Linked DNA regions of Sus scrofa: region 1 is linked to region 2. A link is a contact called in public HiChIP or PLAC-seq data. All regions are on one chromosome and are shown on one strand. The core of a region is the stretch at or near the end of the contact, and the rest is flanking DNA. Distances in the headings are between cores, read along the strand shown. Region 1 overlaps SUSD1 (sushi domain-containing protein 1). Region 2 holds the start of HSDL2 (hydroxysteroid dehydrogenase like 2).

Region 1 (5,266 bases), core at 1,668-4,167, 230 kb before region 2:
GAAGCTCTGAAAGCCAACAGAGTGTTTAATGGCAAGAGCATGAAATCTGTCTTTAAGTCCTGGGCCTCCAACTTCTTCACTGCTTGACCTTGGCTATGTCACTTAAACCTCGGTTTCCTTATTTGTGGGTGGAATCGAGTAATCTGGTTTGCTTTTCTACACCACAGGCTATTGAATCAAATGAAATAATGCATATTGTAACACTGTCATAAACTAATAAAGTGGTGAGATTTTTAGAAACGTGATTCTATCACTTGGATGATCCATAAGTAGAATGTCATGAAGGTGAGTCTATCAACAGCCAAAAAGTCTGAAAACAAGGAAAAAGCCAAATAAAAGTTAAAGGTCAGGGATTAGAATTCTCAGAGGAGGTGTTTCCAACCTAGAAAATGACCAGAAAGTAGATGACCAGGCAAGATGTTTGTTCTCAGAGCAGACAAGAGCTACTCAGATGAGGAGTTCCCATGGTGGCTCAGCGAGCTAAGAACATGACATAGTGTCCATGAGGACGTGGGTTTGATCCCTGGCCTCTCTCAGTGGGTTAAGGATCTGGTGTTGCCACAAGTTGCAGCATAGATTGCAGATGCAGCTCGGATCTGGTATTGCTGTGGCTGTGTGTAGGCTGGCAACTGTAGCTCTGATTCAACCTGTCACCCAGGAACTTCTATATGCCTCAAGTGTGGCCCTAAAGAAAAAAAGAAAAAAAAAAAAAAAGCTACTCAGATGAGCACTAAGGCAGTAAAATAATCAGAGAACAGATTATTTTCCATCACTGTATAGAGAGGGTCAGAGTTCCCATCGTGGCTCAGCGGAAACAAATCCAATTAGCGACCATGAGGTTGTGGGTTTGATCCCTGGCCTTGCTCAGTGGGTTAAGGATCCTGTGTTGCTGTGGCTGTGGTGTAGGCTGGCAGCTGTAGCTCCGATTCGACCCCTAGCCTGGGAAGTTCCATATGCCACAGGTGCAGCTCTTAAAAAGACAAAAAGACAACAGAAAGAAAGAAAGAAAGAAAGAAAGAAAGAAAGAAAGAAAGAAAGAAAGAAAGAAAGAAAGAAAGAAAGAAAGTCATTTTAAGCTTCCCGCAGTCTCATTTGTTCCCTCAATGTTCTATTTTTCTTAATGCAGTTTGTTGTTGTTTTTTTAAAGAGGTTTGTTACTAATGAATAAAGAACTCACAGAGAGTCCACCAGGACCCCGGCTAATTTTCAAGGAAAAGCAAATTTCCTAACAGATAAGTCTGTACATTTCCTACAAATGAGAAAAAGTTTAAATGTCTAGCAGAGAGCAGCTTGTATAACTACCTTTCATGTGTATTTCTCCCACAGGAGTCCCTGCTACCTTGGAAGTAATAATGATAACAATAAATTATTCTATTCGAAATCAAAATTGTCCACAGCAAAAATATTACTGACACAGGCGGCACCAGGCAATTAGCTGGAAGAAAATAGTCTTGGTTCTAATTGGAAAATGTAAGAATATGGTTATGAGAGAGAATTTGAAGACCTATCATATACACTCTTCTTCATCTTCACAACGTTCGTCAGAAACAAAAGATGCCCCAGGTATACATATGAATTTGAGGCAGATGAACTATATGCACATGAGAAATACCACATACAGGACATGTCTGAACACAAACAGAACATGAAGCAAAAGTACTGTCTGCAGAGTTTCCATCTCAATATGATTTTCCCACTTAGAGCCATTATAGTGGGAAAACAAAAGCATCTGGCTCCCACTTCCCACCTCCAATCCTGACAGAAGAGACTGAGAATAGTGAAAATGGGTCAAAATTTGCATCTGGGTTGGAAGGAAGGGTTGATTGCCACCCATGAGGCAGATACATGAAGACATTTCTGCTTAGCAGTGCGGAAGAGACTAGGCAAAGAAAGATGCCAGGAGATACCATACAACACGCCTTCCAAGCAAAGGAGCAGGGTCCCAAAGTGGCAAAGGAAGGAACCGGGGGAAGACGGGAGTCCACAGAGGTGGAGGCTAGAAGCACAGGCCACAGGACTGCTCCATCTGGAGCCAGTTAGCCTGGTGGTTCCCAAGCCTAAAAGCACAGCAGAATCACCCAGACATGGCAGATATGAAGTAAAGCTTGGACATCTGTGTTTGTTTTGTTTGTGTGTGTGTGTTTGTAATTCACCAGGCTACTCTAATAAGTGCCCAGGATATATACACTGCTATTACTCTTACTACTCCTATTATTACTCCTAATAATAATAACAGCCTTTCCTTAGCACGAAGGAGATTACTGACAGGGAAGGACTTCCAAAGGGAGGCTGGGGACCTGGAGATTCCACCTGACAGAGAGCCTGGGTTGGCAGAAGGAGGGACTGGGTTCCTCCCTGCCTCTGTAGGCTACAGCACCATCATGAAGCCAGGCAGTGCTGAGCTGGCCCAAGAGCCAGAGCTTCACCAATCAGGACAGCAAAGTGCTCAGAAAGAAAGTTCAGGGCAGTAGGCTTTCTCACAGCTGCCTCCCAAAGGACACAGGATCATAAGGACCAGCAGTAAATCCTTCAAGATGAGATCTGAGATAAGCATCCCAGTACTATCCAATAAAAAGCAAGATCAAAGGGAATGTCATCCATCTCATTACAAGGGAAATATCAAACCTAGATAAAACTTTATCTTCCAAGGATAAGTAATTGGGGGGGGAGTCCATGAAATGATTTTACAAAGAAGAAGAGGGAGATTGCGCCTAGAAGGTAAAGAATGAGCACTTTCAAAAAAAAGAAAAAAATACAGCAAAATAATGGCAAAATTCAGCAACATCTGTTTTGTACTTGCAGAAAAAAATGTTAGAGATGGATGCAAACAGATAAAAGATGAGACGGCAAGAGAATGTGACAGCAGAGAGGAAATTGGTTGAGGGAGGCAGAAATAAAAAGGGAACTAAAAGAGACAAAAACCAAAAGGAAATGAAAGTGCAACAACGGAATTTAAAGTGTATCAGAAATGTCGATGCATGTACGCACACAAGCACAGAAGGAACAACAGTGCTACCGTGTCCTCACAGAAAGCAGAGGAAAAAAGGCATGAATAAAAAAAAAAAAGAGAGAAAATGGAAGACCAATGCAGACAGACAAGACATTCCACAGAGAAGTGTTCGAAGAGCAAAAACCAAAACAAACCCCAAAACCAAAACCAAACAAAAAACCCCAATAATCAGAGATTTAATGAAAGAAACGGTTCCTAATGTGTAGCTAGACTGAAATCTGAAGATCCAAAAAGGCACAGGATACTAGGAAAACTTGGTGAAAAACAAAAACATGTATATAATCCATGACTGAAGTTTCACAAAAAGATTTCCATCTCATTCGCTATTGAATTCCCAGTGCCTAAAACAACGTCACACACAAAGGAGGTGGTTAATAAGCATCTACCACGTGCATGAGTAAGTGATTAAAGTCTTGAATTTCACATATAAAAAAAGTCTCTATGATATCCAGGCTGAAAAGTCAGATTGTCTACATAGGGTTTTTTTGTTTTTTTGTTTTTTTTTTTAATCACACCTTCAAATTCCTCTTTCAAAACTTTTAAATTCCAAAAGCCAATGTGAAATGCCTCCAGAAATTCTGACCACAGAGTTGATGGCCCAAGAATTTTGTCTTCAGTCAAGCTCCCATTCACTTGGGAAGGCAACGAAAGGACATTCTCAGACAATCCTGGGCTCAGAGAAATATCTCGCTCCTCAGTAAGAAGACAGAAATCACTGTACAGAGAGAGAAATAAAAATATAGAAAAAGAACAGAGAAACTTTGGTATGAAAGGAATGGCAGTAAGCTCTGAAACTATGAAAACATATATCTGTTGAGGTAATTATTACAGGAGTTCCCATTGTGGCACAGTGGGTTAAGAGTCCAACTGCAGTGGCTTGGGTCGCTGCAAAGGCAAGGGTTTGATCCCCAACCAGCGCGATGGGTTAAAGGATCCAGCGTTGCCACCGCTGTGGTGTAGGTCACAGCTGTGGCTCAGATTCATTCCCCGGCAGATGCAGCTATTAAAAAAAGTATTATAAAAATGGCCATAAATCCACATACAATGAATTTTTTTAAGATGTAATGCAGGTTTAACATAATTAAAAATAAGAAGCTGGCAATAAAATGTTGCATTATACCAAAAACATATAGGAAGCAAGAGGGGAAGGAATAAAAGGAAGTAAAGAATGCTGACTTCCTTTTCTTACTGGGGGAGAAGTTAAAATTTTTCAGTCTTGACACTGGTAATAAGAGTAACACACATTCAAGTAGGATTGCCTTGTTTTTGCTTTTTAAAATACAATGTAGAATAAAAGCAAACCTTATACTGCCTGAATCACTGAAAAAAGAAAATCTGTACAGCAGAAAAAGAAAACAATGGACATAGCAATGTAGCATAAAAAAAGAAAAAATTAAGATGTCGGAATGAAAGGAAAATCATATCACAAGCAACACTAAATTGCTTAATGACTACTTTCCTCAAAAAGGCTTGCAACATAAGCCATCTCCTAGAGTTGATCGTAGCAATGTTATCCAGCTAGCTTCAAGGAAGAACAAAAGTGGGCAAAGCCATACCATGCAAATAGAGCGCAAAGAAATCAAGAAAACAGATATTACTATCAAAGTATAATTCAAGGCCCAAAATATTAAACAGGATAAAGTGAGCCACTTATTAACAGGGGAAGTTAGAACTTACAATTAAGAAATCAATCATGAACATAAATATCACAACATCAAAATGTGTGAAGCGAAATTTCTACAAGAATTTCTACAAGAAGTAGAAAAATGCCAATTCAAGTAAGAGGAAAAACAACTACGGAAATCCTGAAAAACCTAACTACTAGAGTTAATTTAAGACTAGATCTTGGGGAGTTCCTGTCATGGCACAGTGGTTAACGAATCCGACTAGGAACCATGAGGTTGCAGGTTCGATCCCTGGCCTTGCTCAGTGGGTTAAGGATCTGGTGTTGCTGTGGCTGTGGTGTAGGCCGGCAGCTACAGCTCCAATTTGACCCCTAGTCTTGGAACCTCCATATGCTGCAGGAGTGGCCCAAGAAATAGCAAAAAAAGACAAAAAAAAAAAAAAAAAAGACTAGATCTTACCTTACTTATAAGCACTCTACCTATTATCACAAACCCTTGCCAAAGAGTAAGCCCCAAGGAAATAAGTCCCCCCAGTGAATACCAAATATGAAAACACTGGAAATTAACAACAAAGTGTAAACGTTGGAAAATGTTTAAACCCATCACTTGACAACATACATAATTAATCCTT
Region 2 (5,074 bases), core at 1,615-4,114:
ATTTCAATTTAAGTTGGCATTTTCAACCTATGTATTTGAAAACTATTTTTTTATAGAATTAAACTTTAGCAGTCATAAACAAGTGAAGATAAGTTTGACTATTTTATAACTTAAAAGTAATATAAATGAGATTATCACATTGTTCTAATGATTCAAAGTATTAAAAAATTTGCACAACTGGAGGAGTTCCCGTTGTGGCTCAGTGGTTAACAAATCCAACTAAGAACCATTAGGTTGCAGGTTCAATCCCTGGCCTTGCTCAGTGGGTTAAGGATCCAGTGTTGCCGTGAGCTATGGTGTAGGTTGTAGACGCAGCTTAGATCCCGAGTTGCTGTGGCTCTGGCGTAGGCCGATGGCTACAGCTCCGATTGGACCCCTAGCCTGGGAACCTCTATGTGCCTCGGGAACAGCCTAAGAAATGGCAAAAAGACAAAAAAACAAAACAAAACCCCAAAAAACCAAAAAAACGAAAACAAAAACGCACAACCTAAAAGTTAAGAGTTAAGTTTTATTTGGGGCAAAATGAAGGCTATAGCCCAGGAGGCAGCATTTCAGATAGCTCTGAAACATCCAGAGAGGCAGGGGGAAATGTCAGTATGTATGTGATTCTGGTGAAGGGGAAGGGACATGCAATGAATGAAGCACACACATTTTTACAGAAGACCGCTGCCAGTCTTGTGAAGGTTACTGCTAGTCAGGAGGAGCAGACATCACCAGGATGGATTTTAGTGCTTTTCTAGAATCAGGAGATGCAAGAATTGGGCTCATAAAATCTCCTGAACAGTCTAACCTGTTCTGCCAGTTTTCCCAGAGCACCGAGTGCCTTGTTCCTGATCTCCACCCTGAACTCCTTTCAGCAGGTCTTGAGGGACAGCTGCTGTAGTGGTTCATGATTCAATCTGCATAAAGGCAGATGCCAAGTGCCAGTCTCCAGTTCACAAAGGTATTCTTTCAAGGAATTTAAAATTTATACCTCCTCTTAATTCCCCTATACGAGAATCCTATAAAGAACCTCATGCTATTTTTGCCCTAATCCAAAACACACACACAACACATATAGGTATCTCGCTCTCACAATATTGTTAATAAATTAACCTTTCTCGTGTTACATGATTTTGAATTTTAAAATATCAGTGCCATCTAGTGGTTATTCTCGACATGTTTCATTTATTTTGGATATCTTCCAATGAGTGGAACTTCTCTTTTTTTAGGTAGATATCCAGTGGACGGTAACCAGGTTTAACTTTTGGGGCACCTGCGAAACTGTTTTCCAAAGTGGCCATGCCATTTTACATTCCCACTAGCAATGAATGAGTGCCCCAATTTCACTACATGTTGGTCAATACTTAGTATTTTCCATCTTTTCTAGCTATCCTAGTGGGTGTAAAATTTCACCATGGTTTGGATTTGTATTTCCCTAGTAACTAATGCTGTTGGGCATCTTTTCATGTGACTTCTGGCTTTTGGTATATCTTCTTTGTTGAAATGTCTATTGAGGTCCTCTGCTCATGTTTAACTTGGGGGTTGTTCCTCTTTTTGTTGCTGCGTTGTAAGCATTCTTCATACATTTTGGATACTAGACCTTATAAGACATATATGGCTTGCAAGTATATATATATATTTTCCATTCTGTAGGTGGTCTTCATTTTCTTTAAGGAGTGGAAGGTTTTTTCATCTAACAGTCCCTACCAATGCACTTTCTAAAACACCTAATATTTACAGGTCTAAAAAACATTGGTTACTCATTCCTCCTACATAGGCCGAGGCCTTACCTTTTTTGCCCTGCTGTATCTCCAGTGACCAGCACACAGTAGGTGCTAATATTTGAGTAAGTAAATTCCTCCGGAGTTTCTAAGGACCTTATCATACATGACAAATTCAAATGCCTATGAGACTGGCAAGATACATAAATGAGCAAATAGAGATATTTAGGGCTTGTAATAAAAGGGATAGTACATATCCTAGCTTCAGACTAGTTTCTTTAACCAGTCTTCATAAAACAACCTCGTCATCCTGCTCTACCTCTTCAAAAACAGAATTTCTTCACATCTCCCTAAAAATATTATGCCAGTCTTTAGTTCATTAGGGTTGCTGAGCTATGTCCAAGGATACCAAAAGCAATACTGGCTCCCAGAATTCACTTTATCCCACCGAATTTGGGAATTTCCTCACCGAGATACTGGCTAAGAGTCGCAAAATCCAGGTTAACTCTGAGTTCTTCGGCACGATTAGTGTGTATAGAGGTCTGATCCAGAAGCTGCCCTTCTCCAAGGGCTTTCTTTATCTATCTATCGGCCTACCGGCGTTAGTCCAAATTCGGTGGCAGAGTTGAACTGCGACGCTGGCCGGCTTCTGGGAGAAGGTGCTTATCTGCCGAGGAAAAGCAATTCCTAAGAAGTGCCTCTGAAGGCGCGCGTGCAGCCGGGCAGGCGCCCAGGTGCCATTGTGGAGAGAGAGCCAAAAATCCGCTGAGAAGCTGCACCTCAGCCCTCCAGGTCCCTGCTGCACGACTCAAAGGGTCATCCCGCCGGCAAAGGCACTCAGCACAGGGGCGAGAAACCGTTCACAGCCCTGGGGAGGGCGTACTGAGCGGCTGACGCACCACTACTCCAGACGCGGGGTAGGCACCGATTGTCCCCGTAGAGCCCCGCACGCGGGGTGGGGCAGAGTTGTCTCTCAGAGCGCTTGCGCACAGAGCCGGTTTCCAGGGGCCAGGCGGGGGGAGCTGGAAATTAGCGCCAAAGAGGACAACTGCGTGCGCAGGCGCACTCAGCCCCCTTCCGCTCTTTGGAGCACTCAATTCTCCCGCAGGCCTTGGGGCGGGGCCCTAGGGGGCGGGGATGGAGCGGGGCTAAATGCGGAGCAGAAAGTCAGCTTCTATTTGCAGTATTCCTTCCTGTGGCGGTTGTTGCCACCGACTCTGGTCCGCGGAAGTTATGTTGCCCAACACCGGGTAAGAGGATGCGAGCGCCACGGGGAAGGGACCAGGCCGGGCGGAGTGCGGGGCTAGGTGGAGCCGGAGTAGATGGCTTGGGTGGCCCGACCCCCGCGGTGGGAGGATTAAAGCAGCTGCCCGGCGCGGTCTGGAACGCTGCCCCACGCTGGCCGCGGGATTCTTCGACTCTGCGGTAACTCATGAAAAGTAACGCAAAGTTGACTACTTCGGGATGACAGCCATGTTAAAACCTCTTCCACAGGTAAAGAATTCTGAGCGAGGTACCCCGCCGCCCCAAGAGCGCGTCCCACCTTCGGCTTAGCAATAGCTGTCTTGCAATAGCGGCCTTGCTGCAGGCCTTTGAGTTCTAGGTGAAAGGTCACAGGGACACCTAATGATTCTCCTCTTGTTCCGAACGCTCAGTTCTGGAAGAATAAAAGGATGAGGTGTTTACACAGAGACTTTACTAACAAATTAAACTAATCTTAAAGTATGGGTATCTTTCGAGAGAACTTTTTCTTTTGGCCAGGCCCAAGGCATGTGGAAGTTCCCAGGCCAGGGATGGGACCCAGGCCATGGCAGTGACAACCTGGATCTTAAACCCACTGCACCACCAGGAATCAATCTGTTCTTTTAAGGCTTTTGTGTTTTTGTGACAAAGCTGTAAGCTGTTGTCATCTTAAATTGTTTTGTTTTTTAACTTGTAAATATTCTAGTATTTTTGTATGATTTTTTTTTCCATTCAGATTTTTATTTTCCTGAAATGATGTACTGTTTTGCATAATATTTTGGCATAGGAAGTGAGTTAGAAAACTCACTGTTTATTCATTTTTTTATTCTGTTACTTTGGACTGTATTCATGTTACCAGTACCAAACTACATTAACTGCTCTAGTTTTATAAAATATTTTAGATCTTGGAAAATCCTGCCACATTTGGATTTTTTTTTTCAGAATATTCCTGGTTATTCTTTGATGTTTATTTTTTTAAATGAACTTTTAAATGAACTTTTTGTGATTGCTTTTCTGTCTTAAAAATAAAAGTTTCATCACATTTACCAGAATTTTGAGGTACCAGAGAATTTTGGAGAATTGTAGTGTAGGTTAAGTTTTAGTCATCCTCCAGTGGTACTGATGAATTTGGAAACTTTTTTTCTTGAGATGGAGGGGTTTTAGTAGTTGAGATCCAGTCTTCAGGTTAAGAGGAAAGCTGCCTTTGCCTTTCTTTCTGCCAATGCCTGAGACTTTGAGCATGAACATGTTCTTTATCCTACTGGGAATCAGTCCAACTAGACCAAAGGCAAAGAGGCCTTTTTTTTTTTTTTTTTTCCTTAAAAATATATTTTTTTGAAGTATAGTTGATTTAAAATGTTGTGGCTCAGTGGGTAATGAACCCAAGTAGTATCCATGAGGACATGGGTTCAGTCCCTGGTTAAGGATCTGGTGTTGCTGTGAGATGTGGTGTAGGTGATGTGGTGATGTGGTGTAGGTCGCAGATCTGCTTGGATCCTGTTGTTGCTGTGGCTGTGGTGTAGGCCAGCAGCTATAGCTCTGATTATGGGAACCTCCATATGACACAGGTGCAGCCCTAAAAAGCGGGGGTGGGGGGGTTAATTTCTGCTGTACAGCAGAGATTCAGTTATACATATATATACACATTCAGTTATATACATATATACATTCTTTTTCATATTCCTTTCTGTTATGGTTTATCACAGGATATTAAATGTAATTCCCTGTGCTATACAGTAGGACCTTATTGTTTAGCCTTCCTGTATGTAATGGTTTGCATCTGCTAGGGATAGGGCTTTTTAAAGCAGATAATTGGGACATTTTGATCTAAATATTTACATTTAAAAGATCATTTTAAGGGAGTTAGTTCCCTGGTGTTCTAGTGGTTAGGATTCAGCGCTTTCACCACTGTGGCCTGGGTTTAATACCTGGTCTGGGCACTAAGATGCCACATCAAGCCACTGCCCGCCCTGGCCAACATAAATAAATCAATCAATCACTTTAGCACTGTGTGTGCTACCTTTCATGTTGAAGGGAATGTTATACATACACAAGATGTGGTGGGTTTTTTTTTGTTTTTTTGTTTTTTTTTCTTTCTTTTTCAGGGCTGTACTTGTGGCATATGGAAT

Evidence for each region. HiChIP or PLAC-seq counts read pairs in DNA pulled down with a chosen protein or histone mark.
Region 1: an H3K27ac HiChIP or PLAC-seq map of alveolar macrophages shows a contact between it and region 2. The contact joins the enhancer-like site here to the promoter of HSDL2 in region 2. A contact is called at or near these places in 4 of 5 promoter capture datasets (fetal liver, liver and skeletal muscle), 17 of 47 Hi-C or Micro-C datasets (alveolar macrophages, blood, embryonic fibroblasts and 10 more) and 2 of 2 datasets of contacts at active chromatin or transcription factors (alveolar macrophages and skeletal muscle).

The regions. Positions count from the first base shown.
Region 1 is chr1:252,887,219-252,892,484 of Sscrofa11.1, forward strand. The region is part of intron 8 of SUSD1 (sushi domain-containing protein 1); the gene reads right to left. Among named protein-coding and RNA genes, the nearest start is that of SUSD1, 67 kb to the right of the region's middle. Within about 2 kb of position 2,918, at least 8 of the 83 cell types and tissues checked have an H3K27ac peak or open chromatin away from gene starts, as enhancers often do. A contact at or near this core is called in alveolar macrophages and retroperitoneal adipose tissue, where this site is marked.
Region 2 is chr1:253,121,608-253,126,681 of Sscrofa11.1, forward strand. It overlaps HSDL2 (hydroxysteroid dehydrogenase like 2), which reads left to right and starts at 2,865. Exons shown (of 11, transcript NM_001197021.2): 1 at 2,865-2,953. The coding sequence starts at 2,937.